Linked DNA regions of Mus musculus: all the other regions are linked to region 1. Evidence: chromatin contacts called from public Hi-C and promoter capture Hi-C data. All regions are on one chromosome and are shown on one strand. Each heading gives the region's core, a stretch centred on a gene start, on an enhancer-like site or on the middle of the called end of the contact. The rest is flanking DNA. Distances are from core to core; before and after follow the strand shown. Region 1 holds the start of Meis1 (Meis homeobox 1). Region 2 has its middle 290 kb from the start of Etaa1. Region 3 holds the start of Cep68 (centrosomal protein 68). Region 4 has its middle 190 kb from the start of Etaa1. Region 5 has its middle 16 kb from the start of Gm31505. Region 6 holds the start of Actr2 (ARP2 actin-related protein 2).

Region 1 (2,700 bases), core at 160-2,659:
TGACTGAGCAATCTAAGCCACGAGAGCCGGGCGCAGAAACATAAAGAGTAAAATAACCCCCACTAGATAGAGTAGCTGAAGAGTGAGAATAAAAAGACTCAAAAAACAATTTTAAGTCCAGGGTGTGGTATTTCAAGAGAGAAAGTTAAAAACCACTGGCTGGTTGGAGACTTTAAGTTGTGGGCAGGGTCAGCTTTTGTCTGAAATCTCAGCTTCCGAAGTGGATTTCTTTTTCTCTGGAACTGGGAGCTTTCACGGGGCTGGGTTCGGAGATAGACAAATTGAGAGATGGAGGTCTGGGAGGCCGGCTCCGGGCGTCGCCGCTGAAAGAGCTGGGGGTGGGGGGTGGGAGGGAGCGCAGCGTCTCCAGGCCCGAGCAAGGCCGAGGCTGGAGCCCCTCGGCGTCGCCCAGACAAAGGCAGCCCCAGCCGCAGCGCAGCGGAGCTCTGCAGCTTCGCCGCGCCCCGGGCGCACGGCTAAACTTGCCGGTAGCGCAATCGAGAAAGAGCCTCGGGTCCCGGGGCTCCCAGGCCCCGGCCGCCCGCAAGGTCTGGCTGCTTGGTGCCCGCGTTGAGTTTCGTTCTCCAGCGGTCATAAATAGCTCGGTGTTTGTAAACAAGCGCTGGGGGCACATTCCCGGCGCTCGGCTCATTGTTCCCTCCCTTCCTCCCTCACTTCGCGCGGCGGCTGGGGCTGAGGGCTGCAAGAGAGGAGGTGGGGACGTCCGGACTCAAAGTGACAAAATGCAAGCATTTCCTTTCCTCCGGCCCTACGTCCACTTCTGACAGCGGGGGGAGAAAAAAAAATAAAGAAAGAAAGAAAAAACCCAAACCAAAAGAAAAAAAAGAAAAGAAAAGAAAACCTCTAAGCTGAGTCTGCAGAACGCCCGGGCGACCGCTACCCCACGTTCTCAGGACTCTCGAGCGGAACCTTTTCCAGTCCAGTTCCAGCTCCTCTTCTTGCTCTGGCTTTGACTTTTCTCCTCCGGGAGTCTAGCAGAGAATCCAGTACTTTTGGCATCACCCCCACCCCGAAAAATACTGGCAGACCCCAATAATTTCGAGGAAAGTCTTGAAGTCTTTCATGAGCGGAGCCCTGAGCGAATTAACTCCGGCATCTGCCTGCCCTACGTTTATTCCCGATTTATTTCAAGCGTCCGCTTTGGGAAGAGAGGCTGGAAGGGGACGTAAAGCCGGCGGGTTGGGAGCTGCAGCCTGTATTTGTGTGCATGTGCCCTGGGTGTGTGGTGTTAGTGCCTGGGCGTGCGAATTTGTGGAGTGTCTTTCTGCCTCTCCAGTGCGGCCAGAGCTCGCTTCGCGCACCCACCCCTGCCGAGGAGCCTACTTGCTGCAGCCCAATGCATTGTGTAAGACGCGACCTGTTATGGCCACCACTACTTCCGGGTTCTAGCATTCTGGTCGGAATCCACCTCTCCGCCTGTGCAACACACACTTTACACACGCACGGCGACTGCAAGCGGGCAGCATCGATCGTGGCTCCTTTAAGACAAACTCAGACAGACATTTTTTTAACCCTCCTCTCTAATCTCCCTTCAGTGCAGCAGTTGCAAAGAGGGAGAGAGAAAGAGAAAGAGAGCGAGAGAAGAGAGAAACTGATTAGGAATTAGGACTGATTCAAGGAAAGCGGGCGCTAGGGCTTTGTGCATTTGAATATTAACATTTGAGGTGTTCTGACCAGAAGAAGACAGAACGGACGATCATTCATTCACCACGTTGACAACCTCGCCTGTGATTGACAGCTGGAGTGGCAGAAAGCCATGAGATTTGGTAGTTGGGTCTGAGGGGCGCTCTTTTTTTTTTTTCTTTTTCTTTTCTTTTCTTTCTTTTTTTTTAAACTGATTTTTTTGGGGGGGAGAGAAGATCTGCTTTTTTTTTCCCCTCCCACTGCTGTCTTGGTGGAACCAGAGCGCTTTTATGCTCAGCGACGCGGGCGCCTTGCTTCAGGTCCGGTAGACCGAAGATCTGGGACCAGTAATTCACACTGCTGGAGACGCAAAGGGATTTTTTTTTGTTATTGTTGTGCTTTATTTTTTTTTCCGGGGGAGTTTGCATATTTGTTTCTTTTCACACTGGCCTTAAAGAGGATATATTAGAAGTTGAAGTAGGAAGGGAGCCAGAGAGGCCGATGGCGCAAAGGGTACGTATTAAAAGCAATTGTGGAAGTCAAATGTGAGATTAAATTGAAACGTGGCTGAAAGACACTGCTACTAAGTTTCCTCTTTTCTTTCTCTCTTTTTGAATGAGGATCCTAAAGCCGCGGCCTAAATCGACAGTTTTACTTAATGCGTTTGCAGCCTTATGCATGTTTCTTGTGGTTAATTCAAGTGATCAAGTTGTCTATAGATTCCTAGCCAACAGCTATATAAATAAAAATACAAGCTCAAGGAATCACCTGTTTTAAAAGATAAAAAAGACAAGGGGGAAGATGCTTCATATCCAGTGCTGTAATTTAAGCATTTAGGGACCAAAAGTTTAAAGCTATGTTTAATGAAAATGAACAGCTGAGAACTTTTGCCTCATTATCGATTATATTCATCTTCAGTATCAGTAGAAATGGGGAGCATTTTCCGCTAAGTAATGTCCTGGTGCAGTGAATTTTTGGTTGGAAAAACATTCCTTTTATAAAAGTAATTTTAATTTGCATGGGATTTTATGCAAGATAATAAGTTTGTAGATTTTT
Region 2 (2,700 bases), core at 70-2,569, 1.4 Mb after region 1:
TTTTTCCTTTCTGATGTTAGACATCAGGGAGGGATTGGTGTGAAAATTTCTTGGCAAGTATAAAGGAGTACTATTTCATATCTCTTTGTTACTTGGAGATTTTAATAAAATGTTTAGTTGACCAACCTCATTATCCAAAGCTGTTTGAATGCTTATCAAACGAAGATGAGAACTTAGATTCAATGACCTGCTTGCTTCTGTATTTATTGAGTTGTAATTGCATGTGATAGCCCCACATCCAGATCTGAATGATTCCCTATAAAGTTGTTGAACTGTGTTGACTTTTCCCTGTGTATGTTCCTGCCCAGGTTATGGAAGAGGGTACTATTAAAAAGAAGTTGCCAGGACAATATGTCACAGATTGTCTATGAGGAAGAAGGAGACACAGATCTTCAAATGAGTCGTTGATGTGTAGCTTCCCTTGGATTCAAAAGTCCTGGGTGCTGTTCACAGTTCCCGATCCTGACAAGGTCATTTCACAAAACTAATAATCCACTGGCACCTATCTACCCAAGACTGAGATAGTGCACTTCTCAAAGAAACCACTGAAACCTGCTCTGGGCAGCAGGCAGGATCAATAGCTGCAGGCATATGCCTACTTCTAGCTCCTGCCTCCTTGCAAGCCTGTCCCCTCGGCCACTCTGTTTCTGCACTCATTGGATCTTCCAGGAAGCTTTAGAAGCAAGAAGCTCACTGAAAGGTATCTATGGGAAGTGCATGCAGGAGGACAGGAGGACAGGAGGACAGGAGGACAGAGTGATCTTTTATTTATTTTTTCCAATTAAAAGTTTTAGGTCGCCATACAAAGTAATAGGTTTCATTGTAGCACTTTTGCACACATGCGTCAATTCACTTTGTTCACCATAAAAAGGATGAAGAAGCATATGTAACTGAGGTGACTTTCCATAACAATACACAGCTTGACAAGTCACAAAATGAAGTAGTTTAATCTACTAACGAGCCCAGTTTCCTCAGTCCCCAGGCTGCTTAGTAGGGCTCTTTTGCCATCTAAAACTGCTCTAAGTAGACATTTCATATCACAGAATAAATCTTTGCAAATGTACGTTAATCTGTTCCACTCATCCACCATTATAATTCCCACCCTGGACATCCTCAAATTTAAAGCCTGGACTTGGTCCCTGTAGATTATTCTCCCTAACACACTTGCTTATCCTTTCCTTTGATTTCCTTTTGTGGGCCCAGCTTGGCGAACAGCCCGAAATGGATTTAGCCTATAATTGTCAACAGGAGAGCCTGCCAAACCTGTGTCCGCACAGAAATAAACCCAAATTGGCAGAGAGGTGAGGAGCACAGGCATTCCAATTTCATCATAGCAAGGTCCTCCCAAGAGCTCCATAAAGCAGCCAGCTCGCAGCGAAGGCTGAAGAACCCAGAGTAAGAGGCAACATAAAAATGGACTACACACAAACAAGGCACAAGGCTTTAAAAATAAACCATTCTAGGCAGCTTACCTAACACAGCCCAGAGTCGCCTGTGGGCTGGATGCTCAGATCCTGCAGCGAGGTCTAACTCACTGCTTACTAGGTCACTCTATACTGAGTTCGACTTACATGTATCTAGTTTCTGTTTATGCTTATCTGTGATCTGTGGCATAAAAACAGAAATGTGTATTCTATACCTCTACAGCCGATTTCCAAGATTTGGAGAGTGATACATGGCATGCATAATACTCAAGAATGGATGTCTGAAGCAACCATAGGAAGGCCTGTCTCTGCCTCTTACTAGGGAAGAATCTTTGGTTCAGTTATATTAAAAATTGCTCTTCTGTGTGTTTATTTTTCCAACTTCCTAGAAAACCAAAGAGGCTTTCCACAGTAGGAACATAAAAATCTTCTCAGGTAAGAACCCAGTGTAAACCATGGCTCACTCTAATTTAAATCTTCCCCTACATATATTTTCATAACAGGCAAATATTTAATAGGGGAATGTAGCATATTCATATAATTACAATAATAAAATTATCATCAAAATAACCATCATCATTATAGACAACAGTAGGCATGAGAAAGTTACCAGTGGTTTTCTTGTCAGACAAAAGGAAAAATATCCCCAAAGTCCTGAAAATGTACTTTGTTATCTAAGCCCTGGAAGAAATGCTGTACATTGTGAATATTGAAGTAATCCCATAAAGATAGTCGATGATTCATCATTTTATTATAATAGCTATAATTTAAAAGATGTACAAGTGAAACACAGGAAGAAAATGGTAATGATGACGGCCTTTCTTAAAACAAAAAAACCCTACTTTCTACACCATTTCGTAAGATAGCAATACAGGTATCTACTCATTTTAGGGGTTATATGTTGTTATAAGTATCTGGGAAGTTCAAAAAATAAAGCTTTCAAAGGACTGGTGTTTGAAAATCTACCAGATAGTTTTGCATTTCCATCATAATTAGTTCAATTTCATTCACTGAACTAATAGTACATATTTTTGCTCTGCTTGGCCTTTCATTGCTTCCTCACTCATGTTGTCTCACTCTTGTAGGCTGGCTGAAAAGACAGGGAAGGGCAAACTGCTCATCTAGAGTGACTACAATGGTACTACAGCATAGTCATTGTCCTTTGCACAAGAAAGGGATGCTGTCACCATTACACAGGAAGTCAGAGGTTAAGGAATTACTCCCAAGGTAAATAGAAACTGCGGATGACATCAATGGAAAGACTGGACCACCACCC
Region 3 (2,700 bases), core at 54-2,553, 1.2 Mb before region 1:
AGAAGCAATGAAGAGAAGGAAAGAACAGGAGTGGGGCTGAGCTGGGGATACCCTCCCCCTGGGAGCTGCAACACCTCAGTTAGGAGGCTTCCTCTTAGAGCAGTGTGGTTCCTGGGCTTCTGTGTTTCAGGACGCCCTTCCAACTGAGCAAGAACACTTAGAGAAGGCCGCTGGGCCAAAGTCAAAGAAGAGTACAGAACACATCTGGTTGAGACCATCCAGGTGCTCAATCGCATTACCATATTTACTGCTAAATGACTTCATACGTCCTTTATTTATTTTTTCCTTTAAACAAGTAACTGGATACACGCTGGTAAATGCTACCTACCTATTTGACACATTTCGGTTCTGAATTCCTTTTTAACTTTTTCCTTCTGGGTTGAAGAGAGAATTCAAGGCCTTGCATATAACAATACACTTTTACTTTAAAACACCCAGTATGGGGAAGACTGGGACAAAATCAGGAGTTCAAATTCAGCCTGGGATACGATGAAATTTACACTCACTCTCTCTCTCTCTCTCTCTCTCTCTCTCTCTCTCTCTCTCTCTCTCTCTCCACACACACACACACACACACACACACACACACACACACACACAAAACAAAGCCAAATAAAAAGCTGGGCATGATAGGGTTTGCCTGTACTCCCTGCACTGGGGAAGCCGAGGCAGAAGGAGCACTATGGCCAGGCAGGCCAGCCTGGCAGTTAAGTTTGTGGTCTTAGGTTGGATTAAGTCTCTGTCGTGTTAAGATCAGTCCAGCTCCTTCTCTAAACTTCACAGGCCCAGAACACTGTGGAAGTCCCTTCTCCCACTACTGGTGAGACAGGCTGGGCCTCCTGAGCCTCAGAGTCTCAGGACGGTGGCGAGGGGCCGGGGGTGGGGGGAGGGAGGGAGCTCGACCCACACCTGGTCCCCTCGCCCAACTTCTGCCCGATGCCCAGATTCGGACATGCCCTGGGGGTTCCACACAACGCAAAAGGGGAGCACCAAGCCTGGAACCACCCTCCCAGCCGCGGAGAGCACGTCGACCCAAACACCGCAAGCCTTCGATCCGCGGAGAGCGCGCCTTGCTATCCGCGTGGGCCTGCGTGGACGCCAGGACCGCGAACACCCAGCTGGCACGCGCGTCCGGACAGCGGAGAAAGAAGCTCCGGCCACCCATAGGCCAGGGTCCTGCAGGGGGCGGGTTCCCATGGCAGATACGAGCTGTGGATTGGTGAAGCATCCGAACGGAGAGTTTGGATTGGTTGCTTCATGGGGCGTCCTCCGCGGAGAAGCGGCAAGGGCGGAGGGCGTGGCGGGCGCCTGGCCCTCCCTCCCCAGGAGTGCGGGCGCCCGCGGGAGGCCCCGTCGTCGCCGCCTGGGACCCTGGCCCAGCTACGCGGGTCGCTCGGGACGTGCGGCGGTGTGGAGTGAGGTAAAAAGGCTGTGGCCGGCTCGAGTGTCGCGGCGCCAAGACTCGAGTCGGGGCATTCCCCTCGTGCCCGGGGCTCCGCGTGGGGGACCCTGGGGGAGGCCCGCGGCCTGGAGGGCACAAAGGCTGGCCGCGATGGGGGCGCCTCGCGCGTTCGCCTCCATCTTGCGGACCGTGCCGGGTGGAGGCGAGCGGAGGGGCAGGCTGTGGAGGGCCAGCGCGGCCTGCAGAGCGCGTGGGGCCGCACCTCTGGCAGCCCCATGCAGCTGTGCGCGCGTCGACCTTGGTCGCGGAGAACCGGCGGGTCACAGCCACAGCCGCTCGCGTCTGGACGGCTGCTGCTTCCATGGCCCAGTGAACGCATCCGGAGGAGGAAAGCAAAGCGGCGCACTTTTTATCTCTAAGATCTACCCTTGTCATCTGTCACCTGTTAGCCAGTCTCAGCAGCCCGGGAGCACATGCCCCAAACTTAGTAATTTTATAATTACCATGTTTTATTCAATTAAAAATTAAAAAAATAATAATAAAAGCTAAAAACTCCCAGTGCCCGAGCAGAGTAGACCTTACTGGGAATTGATGGGGTCCGAGACAAGGAAAGAGGTAGTCTGGTATACAGCTTGCGACACTTTTTGCTTTGGGCTTGGTTCAAATACAAGCCACTACTCACCTAGTTCTCTCCAGCGGACTGGGTTAAATTCTGGATCACTTAGGAACAGTGGGTGTAAGGGAACCCAGCTTCACATCATCACAGAAGCTTTTAAAAACTTTTTCCCTACCCCCACAACTGAAAAACATACCCTTCTCTGGGCAGCCCATATGGGCCTGGGTTGGCAATGAAGTGGTTTCCCCGCCCCCTAACAGGATGAAAGGTCTGTAAGGGAAGGAAACCAAAAGAAAACAAGAACAAGTGAAGCCCAACGTTGAGGGAACCGGAACTTTTAAAAGCCTTTAAGTTGTTGGATTATTTTTACAGGTTAAGGAAGCAGCTGGGCTCTCTGAATCAATTCAGACTTTAGTCCCTTTCATACTACTAATTCAGGATAAATTCACGTGTGCCTTAGTTCTCTCATCTATAAAGTGGAATTTAGGCCCCAGCACGACAGGACAAAAAAACATGGCTAGGAAGAGTAATAGTGCCAATTCCAAGGTTTATAAAATACCTAAGATAAGAAGAAATACTTAGACCTACCAGAGCACTCGGGAGAGAGAGGCAGGTGGATCTCTGAGACTGAGCTATATAAACACAGAGACCTGTCTTAAGATGCCCCACCCACCCACCCACC
Region 4 (2,700 bases), core at 186-2,685, 1.3 Mb after region 1:
AACCAAGGGTCAGGCTCCAGTCAAAGACCTGCACCTTGTGAACTACCTCCAACAACCAGATCCTACCTCCTAAAGGGTGCACAGCCTCTGCAATGGTTGACTTCATTTGTCAACTTGGAAGAATCCAGAATCACCTGGGAGATGAGCTTCTGGAAATGCCTCTGTGTGTGTGTGTGTGTGTGTGTGTGTGTGTGTGTGTGTGTGTGTGTGTGTGTGTGTGTGTGTCTGTACATGTAGGGGGGTAGGGGCAGTTGTCTTGACTACATTAATTGATGTGGGAAGACAATTCTAATTGTAGGTTCCATGAGTGAAGATAGATAGCTGAGCACTAGCATGTGTGCATCCATTCCTCTATTCACACTGAGGACACAGTGGGAACAGCTGCTTCAGGTTCCTGCCACCATGACTTCCTGGCATAATGGAGTATAACCTGGAACTGTGAGTGAAAGAAATCCTTCCCCCTGTAAGTCCCTTTACTCATGATATTTTATCACACCTGCAGAAAAGAATGGAGACAGTTACCCAACAAAGAGCCACAAACTATGGAATAAGCATTTAAAATATTGCCAAGAGGAGCTACTCCATATTCAAATTGTAACAACTTATTTGTGAAATATTACTAAAGATGTCGTGTCTCTCATACAAAAATGTCTTAAGGCAGAGCAGAAAGCTCATTTGATAAAAAGTGAAATCTGTGAGAAAAATTTGGTATCACCATGTCTGTGTGGTCCAGCCTGGCCCCAGGTCTCTTGTTCTTCCTTTTCATGAGGTGCAGGAGATCTGGTTCCACTCCCTCACTTTAGGCATCATTTACATAAGAGATACTGTTGTGTACCCTTCTGGTGAGTAGAGATAAATACTTGTTGATTGATCCAAATAATTCTGATGGGAAGAAACTGATCCATTCTTCTGGGTATTTTTTAGGCTTACTAAACATACTGTGGCTTCCTGATGTCATTGATCTATAAAGCCTGCTTATGTCTTTCTCATTCACAAGCTTTGGCTGACTAGTATGGCTTTGTTTATGAGTGTCCAGAAGGGCCCTTCAATTTTGGCAAGTATCTGAGATGCAAAGGACATAAATCAGTACTTTTGTCACGTTCCATCTGGACACATTGGTGACACTGACACCCCCAAACCCCTGCTGGGGCCATCTGTCACTATGTAGAAACATAACCTGCAGAGGAAAGTAGAACTTCAGAATAAGCTTGGTGGCCTGCTTATATGTATAAAGAACCATGGCCACTTTTCCTCTTTAGATTCAAACCATTGGGATATTTCTCTTTATATCATGGAGAGTGAAATTTCTGAAATAATTTCACATCTATCAATGCTTCTTTATTTCTAAAATATCTCCTTATCATTTAAATATTAGCACATAGCAAAAGGAACACTTACTACTACTACTACTACTACTACTACTACTACTACTACTATTATTATTATATTGGTTTTCCTTTCAATTCCAAGTATTTCGTTATATAATGTAGAGTAAGACTAGAATAGATTCATGTTCTTTTTTTTTTAACATAACATGTCCTGGAATCCATAGGTTGAAAATTTCTGCATTTTTCCTGGAAATAACTGCCTAGTTTTGAGTACAATGGCCTTTTCTCAAACTCCATGGGATGACTACTATGACACAAGCGAAACCAGGAATAATTCTCTTACACTTCTGTTGTTTATTCGTCCTGGCCTTAAGGTGATCTCTTTAAATGTTTTTATCTGTAAAATTTGTTGAAGAAAAATTGTGGAGTTTGCTTGTTGTATTCCCAGGTGACTAATGCATGCCCAACACCCTACACTATAGAAAGACCCAAATATAATCGTGTCGTTATAATTCCTGTATCAGGAACATGCGATTCATGTAAATACACAACTCATGTCATCCATGTCAGCTTATGAGTTTTCTTTCTCATATACAAATTTTGTTCTCTCTTTTAGACAAAAGCTACCAGCAGAGGGAAAGAGGCTACCATTTACTAAGCAGAGTATAGCCCACTATGTGCTGTGCTCTGTGGATTACTAACAATCTCCTGACATATTTACACATGAATGATACATAGGAGGCCTGTGTTACTCATACGTGCCGGTATAAACGCAACAGCCCTTTTGGAATACTTTCCCCGCTCACAATTTGTACTTGTCATGTTGCTAAACAACACAAACCTTAAAAATATCTGTGCTCCAAAGCTTAGCATAGATCTATGCTCCTAGCCATCCTGTAGGCCTGCTGTACCCTTCTAGCCCTCAACTTCCTAATAACATCATGTATAGCTACCTAGTCCACAATCCTACCACAATCTTCTGATACTTCCTTCCCACATGCCACCAGGTAGGTCCACTCCTTTCCAATACATAGGCATGCCTGGCACCTCTGGAACTTTATCTTTTTGCCTGCCTTAATAGGTGGGACCCACTACTAACCTGTAGCCTGCCCCTCCTTTGGGACCCTACTCACTCATCAGGTAGCCTCTGCTACTTCCGACAATATAGGCAACGCATCTCCTCCATTATTCTGCTTCCTTATGACAGTGAATAGGCATCTGTCTCCCTCATTCCATAGGCCTGCTAGATTTTTTGGTGTTTTACCTCCAAGTACTGTCAGACAACTATGTTTCCTCTTGAATCTTCTATCCCCAAGTCTCACACTAGGCTTGGTCCTTCTCACTATATGAGGGGCATGCCCCATTGGGGTCT
Region 5 (2,700 bases), core at 30-2,529, 1.0 Mb after region 1:
AGAATTATTAGAGAAGTTTAAATGAGAATGGTCTCCATAAGCTCATATGTTGAATATTTGGCTCCTCATTGAGGAGTTAAAGCTATTGCTGTCTGACACTCTAGAGCTGGGCCTACATAGTTCACATTGCTCTCACCACTGTTGTTTTCAAGCTTTTTCTCCGATGGTGCACTAAGCCACGTCCCACTTACAGAACCCATCCACATTTTTAGTCCAAACTCCCAAAGTCTTCCACATCCATCCAAAAGCCCACATGGTTAGGCCTGTCTGACATAGCAATAACACACTTCATGGTACAAATCTCTGTCTTAGTTACTTTTCTATTGCTATAATAAAACATCAGGACCAAGACAACTTACAAAAGAAAGTGTTTTAACTTACAGATTGTAGTACTTGACCATCATTGTTGGGAGCATGGCAGGAAGTAGGCAGATATGACACTGTAGCTGCAGCTGAGAGATCACATTTTGGGGCACAACCATGAAGCAGAGTGGGGAGACACTGGAAATGATCCCATTTCCTCCAATGACACACCTCCTCCAACAAACCACCTCTTAATTCTTTCCAAATGTGATCTCTCAGCTGCAGCTACACTGTCATATCTGCCTACTTCCTGCCATGCTCCCAACAATGATGGAGATTTGTACCATGAAGTGTTTAAGGAGAGCCTAAATTTCAAATGGAATGGAGGGAGGGGTAGCCTCAGTAAGAGAACTCACCCAACTAAGCTTCTAGTTTGTAAGGAAAAGGCCTGAGGAATTTTCTGCTCCTAAAAAACAACAATAAATCAAAGCTATCATGAATGTAAAAACAAGGGGCCAGGTAAAGCTTGAGCTTTTGTGGTTGTAGTCCAGCATAGTTGTCTTATTCAGATGGTTGGAGTTTTAGAATCATGAAGGATTCATGAGTAAGGCTGTGGAAACTTCTTCCATGTTTAAAGACAGCTACTGAGGCCAGACATACAGCAGGAGAGTCCCTGTCTGGAGGCCTGAGGGTTTTCCAGTCCCACACCCTCCTTACAGCTTCCCCCTCCCACCTGGGGTCAAGGCTAGGCCAAGTTTCATTCTCCACCCACAGGAACATTCTTGAGTAAAATGTTCTCACAGTGTACTGGCTAATAGTCACCTGACCCTCTGGAAAGTCCCAGGTAGCGTTTAAATGCATGTCATACTTGCTAATCAATAGATTTGAAGATCAATATGCTTAGCCAGTAAGTTTGAACTGTAACCTTGCTGATGTAACGTGTGCATCTAAAAAGTCTAAAAACTGTGTGTAATAACCATTTGGGTGGCCTTCTTATCACTCACCTCAAGGGACTGATTGAGGGTTGACCCCAATGTTCTAGAAAATAAACCTCTTGCTTTTGCATTGATCTGCATCTCAATGTCTCACTTGGGGGGAGGGGGCATCTTGAAGTAAGTTCCACTTACTGAGGGTCTTACAGGCCCATAGAGGTCATTGTGTGAAACTGTGACAGTGGAGCCTGGATTGCATCAAAGACTTCAAGATGCTTGAGGTGCTAAAGTAATGGGATATCTGCCAAGGAAAGTGGTATGCAAGGAAGCATCCCAAGAGAGAGAGAAATGTGTTGTAGTCAGCAAAACTGGAAAGACAGAGCCTGGTAAGCCCTGTGACATTAGATATGCTTGATTTCGGCCTTGCTTTGGTCCAGCATTGTCTCAGTATGCCCTGGTTTCACCCTTTTAGATGAATATTCCGCACCATTATGTGTTGGAAGTATGTGATTTTCTTCTTTTCTTTTAGCATATACAATTAAAAGACTGCCTTGCGTCTCAGAAAAGAATTTGAATATTGATCTTTGAAATAATGTAGAGACTGTCAAAGATTGTGGGGACTTTTGTGGTTGAACTAAATGTATTTTGCATTATGATATTACTGCAGCCTATTAGGGACCAAAGAGTGTAATTTGGTATTTTGAATGAAAATTCCATCATTGGCTCATATATTTGAATAGTTGGTCTCCAGTTGATGGGACAGTTTGGGAAGGATTGGGACGTACAGCCTCGTTGGAGGATTGAGGATTCAGAGGCCTAGGCCATGACCCAGTTCGCTCTCTCTGTCTTCTACTCACAGATAAAAGTGTGAACTTTCAGCTACTGCTCTAGCGAACATGCTTGCCTGTCTGCTCCAGTGCTCCCAGCCACTTCACTCTGAAGTCATTATCCTCAAATAAAATGATTTCTTTCATAAGTTTCACTTGTCATGATATTTTATTACATCACTGAAAATATGCTAAGATGTAGATTATCCAGTACAACGCATAAATTTCTTCCCTCACAGTATACTATAATAAATTCTCAATAAAAATTAAAACAACATAAAAATTTATAAATATAAAATACACCTGAATAAAAACAAAGGAATATACTTTCAAACTGGGGAGAAGTTTCCTCTATTTCTGCCATTGATAGAATAGATTAATAAATGCATGCAGAGGGCCTGGAAAGGTAGCTCAGTGGATAAGAGTACTGGTGGTTCTTCCAGAGGACCTAGCTTCAAAACCCAGAACCTACAGGGTGGCTCACAGCCATCTGTAACTCCAGGACCAAGGGATCTGCTGCTTCTGCTGTTCTCCGCCATCACCTGGCCATAGTGTTAATCTCTCACCTCTAAGTTCTGGCAAAATCACAATCTAATATCAGGAGACAACTCTTGTATTGAAAGCATCAATGGACTAAA
Region 6 (2,700 bases), core at 199-2,698, 1.1 Mb before region 1:
GCCAAAGAGTTTAGAAAAAAAATGTACAATAAAAGCAAATACACTCGAAGCCGGGCGTGGTAGCGCACGCCTTTAATCCCAGCACTTGGGAGGCAGAGGCAGGCGGATTTCTGAGTTCGAGGCCAGCCTGGTCTACAAAGTGAGTTCCAGGACAGCCAGGGCTATACAGAGAAACCCTGTCTCGAAAAACAAAAAAAAACCAACCAAACAAACAAAAGCAAACAAACAAAAAAGAATAAGTTTCTGTTTCTTAGGTCTGATGTAAACTGCAAAACAAGTTTTCAGCCTAGCTAAACTTGGGATTCACATGACATATACTCTGACCCTTGACTCTTCCCTTTCACTGTATCTAACAATTCGCTCACATCTCGCCCATAAAACGGACCTCAAGCGACCGGCAGCGGTGAGACAGGTGGTTGGCCAGTCCTGGTGTACCCCAAAATTGCTCCAATTGGACAATCATGGATTTGGTCTTTTTAACTTAATATTCTTAGTTTTAACACAAGGATAGACAATGCGACCCTGTCTCAGAAAACAAAACTAAACTAAAATTAAAGGAAAGAGTTTTGTTCTTTGTTTTCGAGAAAGGGTTTCTTTGTTGTAGCCTTGGCTGTCTTAGAACTAGCTCTGTAAATAGACCAGGCTGGCCAGGAATTCACAGAAATCCAACTGCCTCTACTTGTGTGCTGGGATTGAAAGCAAGTTCACCACTATGCGCTAAGTGAAAGCATTATCTTTCTTTTTTGACAGGGTTTCACTTTATAGCTCTGGCTGACCTGAAACTTGCTATGTAGACCAGGCTGGCCTCCAACTTAGAAATCCGTCTGCTTCTGCCTCCCAAGTGCTGGGATTAAAGGCGAACGCCAACAGTGCCCGGGTGCATATTCAATTTCTTAAAGAGGTGCGTGTAACACTTGTCCCTGTTTCCAAGGGAGGTTACAGAGGACCTCAATTTTAAAGTCTGCATTTGGCAACATGGTGAGTTCCTGTTTGAGAAAATCAAAGAGGGAAGTGGTGAAGCAGAAAGAAACGAAAGCATCCCGCCAGGCTCCTAGGGCTGCATGCAACTGGAGGTGTGGAATAAACCGGAGGTTTGAAACTTGTAGGTGTATCCACCCAGGCCTAGGAGCAATGACACATCATGCCTCGGGACCTCCAGGTGGCTTTCGGTCTTCCTAGCCGGCTGCTCCACCCTTCTCCACTGCCGTCCCGCCACACACCCTCCGGCCTTCACCTGCCTGCCTCCTGTACAGCCGGCCCGGCCGCGCCCTAGGTCCCGAGACAACTTGGTCAGAGCCGCCGCCCCACCAGCCAAGCGCAGCCCCGGAAGCAGAACGAGGCGAGAGGGCGCGCCCGGGTCCGCGCCGGACAGCTCTCATTGGCCTTCTCGGCTGCCAGTCCCCGCTCTTCTTTTCTCTCTCTGCACCGCCCTCTTGGAACGGCTGCCGGGCGGGGACTTCCGGTTTGGGCGGAGCGGCGGGCCGAGGGCGGGGCCGTGTGGAGGAGGAAGCAGGCCAGGCCGGGCGGCGGCTCACCAGGACGAACCATGGACAGCCAGGGCAGGAAGGTGGTGGTGTGCGACAACGGCACTGGGGTAAGGCCCGGCGGGGCGGCCGCGTGTGTGTGCGGGGTGCGCGCGGGCCCCTCGGCTGCGCGGCTGGGCTTCGGGGGCGCGGGCAGGCGCGCGGGCGGGCGAGCTCTCGGGGGGCGCCGGCCGGCCCGGAGCCGGTGGCCCGGAGCTAGGCTACCCGCGCTGCACCCGAAGGCGGCGGAACCTGTCCCCGCGCGCTCGCAAGCATCCGCCGGCGTGCCGAGAGATGGGTCTAGACGGTGAGAGGCCCTGTCCCTCGGTGGCGAGGAGGTCTCCATTTCCGAGGCTCGCCTGTGTTCGTCCATACAAGACCTAGCGGCCTTCCTCTTCCTGTGTAGCGAAAGATGCCGAATGCGAGGCAGGAAACGGGTTCCGCAGAGAAAAGAGGAAGTGCTGTCAGGCCCCGGGCCGCGGCTGGAGTCTGCCCCGGGAGAGCGTGTGGGCTGTCCTTGTCGTCTGTGGTTTTGAGAGAGGGGGATGGTCAGCAGCTCCTGCTTCACCTCTTGCTTTGCATGCCGCCCTATTATAGACCTAGGACCTCTCAAGTAAATTCTAGTGGGAAGTTGGATCATTTCTGGTTCCTCCTCTGCTTCATTTTTTTTTTCTGTTAAGTACAGGATAGACACGTTAGTCTTGAAGATGCTAAAAATGTCAAAATAAGCCTAAAGTTCTGATTCAGAAAACTCGTTGCAACTGGTTTCTTTCTATCCCCAGTTAAAAGGGTGGAGCATCAAAGTTCCAGTTTTGAAGATGCAACTGTTTCTGACTCCTTTAGCGATTTGCAACATTTTGTGACTTTTCTCCTCTCTGCCACAGAGACGACACACAAATTAAAATAGATTTTACTTGAATTACACCTTTGAAGCCAGATTGTTGAAAGGGGAAGGAGCTGGTATTCACTGCCATTATAGTGCCCTTGGTTGAATTTGTTACAAACTTTGACAATTATTGTACTAGCTTCATTTAAGCTAAATCTGGGCTAGAATAGGATAGGTAACAATACAAAGGGACATCCATACCACTGCTGTGGTAACAGCCCTAAGATTCAGTAACTTAAAGGTTTTTAAGCAACCCCATTTATGTGCTCATTAGAGATATTTATATTTGCA

What was found. Promoter capture Hi-C pulls out the DNA fragments that hold promoters and counts their contacts. A called contact is a pair of places that touch in the nucleus more often than the background predicts.
Region 2: a contact with region 1 is called in a promoter capture Hi-C map of liver, with 5 times the contacts expected there. The contact joins the enhancer-like site here to the promoter of Meis1 in region 1. A contact is called at or near these places in 12 of 39 promoter capture datasets (the 3T3-L1 cell line, cranial neural crest, embryonic stem cells and 6 more), 2 of 484 Hi-C or Micro-C datasets (cortical neurons and uterus), 5 of 115 datasets of contacts at active chromatin or transcription factors (astrocytes, cardiomyocytes, embryonic forebrain and 2 more) and 1 of 9 other capture datasets (embryonic stem cells).
Region 3: a contact with region 1 is called in a promoter capture Hi-C map of pre-B cells, with 4 times the contacts expected there. The contact joins the promoter of Cep68 here to the promoter of Meis1 in region 1. A contact is called at or near these places in 1 of 39 promoter capture datasets (pre-B cells) and 1 of 115 datasets of contacts at active chromatin or transcription factors (astrocytes).
Region 4: a Hi-C map of cerebellar granule neurons shows a contact between it and region 1, with 3 times the contacts expected there. The contact joins the enhancer-like site here to the promoter of Meis1 in region 1. A contact is called at or near these places in 6 of 39 promoter capture datasets (the 3T3-L1 cell line, the C10 cell line, embryonic stem cells and 3 more), 4 of 484 Hi-C or Micro-C datasets (cardiomyocytes, cerebellar granule neurons and cerebellum), 1 of 115 datasets of contacts at active chromatin or transcription factors (neural tube) and 2 of 9 other capture datasets (adipose tissue and pancreatic islet).
Region 5: a promoter capture Hi-C map of embryonic stem cells shows a contact between it and region 1, with 6 times the contacts expected there. The contact joins the enhancer-like site here to the promoter of Meis1 in region 1. A contact is called at or near these places in 7 of 39 promoter capture datasets (the 3T3-L1 cell line, embryonic stem cells, liver and 2 more), 3 of 115 datasets of contacts at active chromatin or transcription factors (embryonic forebrain and embryonic stem cells) and 1 of 9 other capture datasets (embryonic stem cells).
Region 6: a promoter capture Hi-C map of pre-B cells shows a contact between it and region 1, with 4 times the contacts expected there. The contact joins the promoter of Actr2 here to the promoter of Meis1 in region 1. A contact is called at or near these places in 2 of 39 promoter capture datasets (liver and pre-B cells), 1 of 484 Hi-C or Micro-C datasets (adipose-derived mesenchymal stem cells) and 1 of 115 datasets of contacts at active chromatin or transcription factors (astrocytes).

What each region holds. Positions count from the first base shown.
Region 1 is chr11:19,017,678-19,020,377 of GRCm38.p6, reverse strand. It overlaps Meis1 (Meis homeobox 1), which reads left to right and starts at 1,409. Exons shown (of 12, transcript NM_010789.3): 1 at 1,409-2,157. The coding sequence starts at 2,146. It overlaps Gm16141 (a long non-coding RNA gene), which reads right to left. Exons shown (of 3, transcript XR_381070.4): 3 at 2,048-2,700.
Region 2 is chr11:17,662,675-17,665,374 of GRCm38.p6, reverse strand. No RefSeq gene overlaps it. Among named protein-coding and RNA genes, the nearest start is that of Etaa1, 290 kb to the left of the region's middle. Within about 2 kb of position 1,319, at least 19 of the 459 cell types and tissues checked have an H3K27ac peak or open chromatin away from gene starts, as enhancers often do. A contact at or near this core is called in liver and uterus, where this site is marked.
Region 3 is chr11:20,248,027-20,250,726 of GRCm38.p6, reverse strand. Cep68 (centrosomal protein 68) reads left to right here and starts at 1,303. Exons shown (of 7, transcript NM_172260.3): 1 at 1,303-1,420.
Region 4 is chr11:17,762,001-17,764,700 of GRCm38.p6, reverse strand. No RefSeq gene overlaps it. Among named protein-coding and RNA genes, the nearest start is that of Etaa1, 190 kb to the left of the region's middle. Within about 2 kb of position 1,435, at least 2 of the 459 cell types and tissues checked have an H3K27ac peak or open chromatin away from gene starts, as enhancers often do. A contact at or near this core is called in cerebellar granule neurons and cerebellum, where this site is marked.
Region 5 is chr11:17,981,875-17,984,574 of GRCm38.p6, reverse strand. No RefSeq gene overlaps it. Among named protein-coding and RNA genes, the nearest start is that of Gm31505, 16 kb to the left of the region's middle. Within about 2 kb of position 1,279, at least 6 of the 459 cell types and tissues checked have an H3K27ac peak or open chromatin away from gene starts, as enhancers often do. A contact at or near this core is called in embryonic stem cells, where this site is marked.
Region 6 is chr11:20,111,699-20,114,398 of GRCm38.p6, reverse strand. Actr2 (ARP2 actin-related protein 2) reads left to right here and starts at 1,448. Exons shown (of 9, transcript NM_146243.2): 1 at 1,448-1,594. The coding sequence starts at 1,547.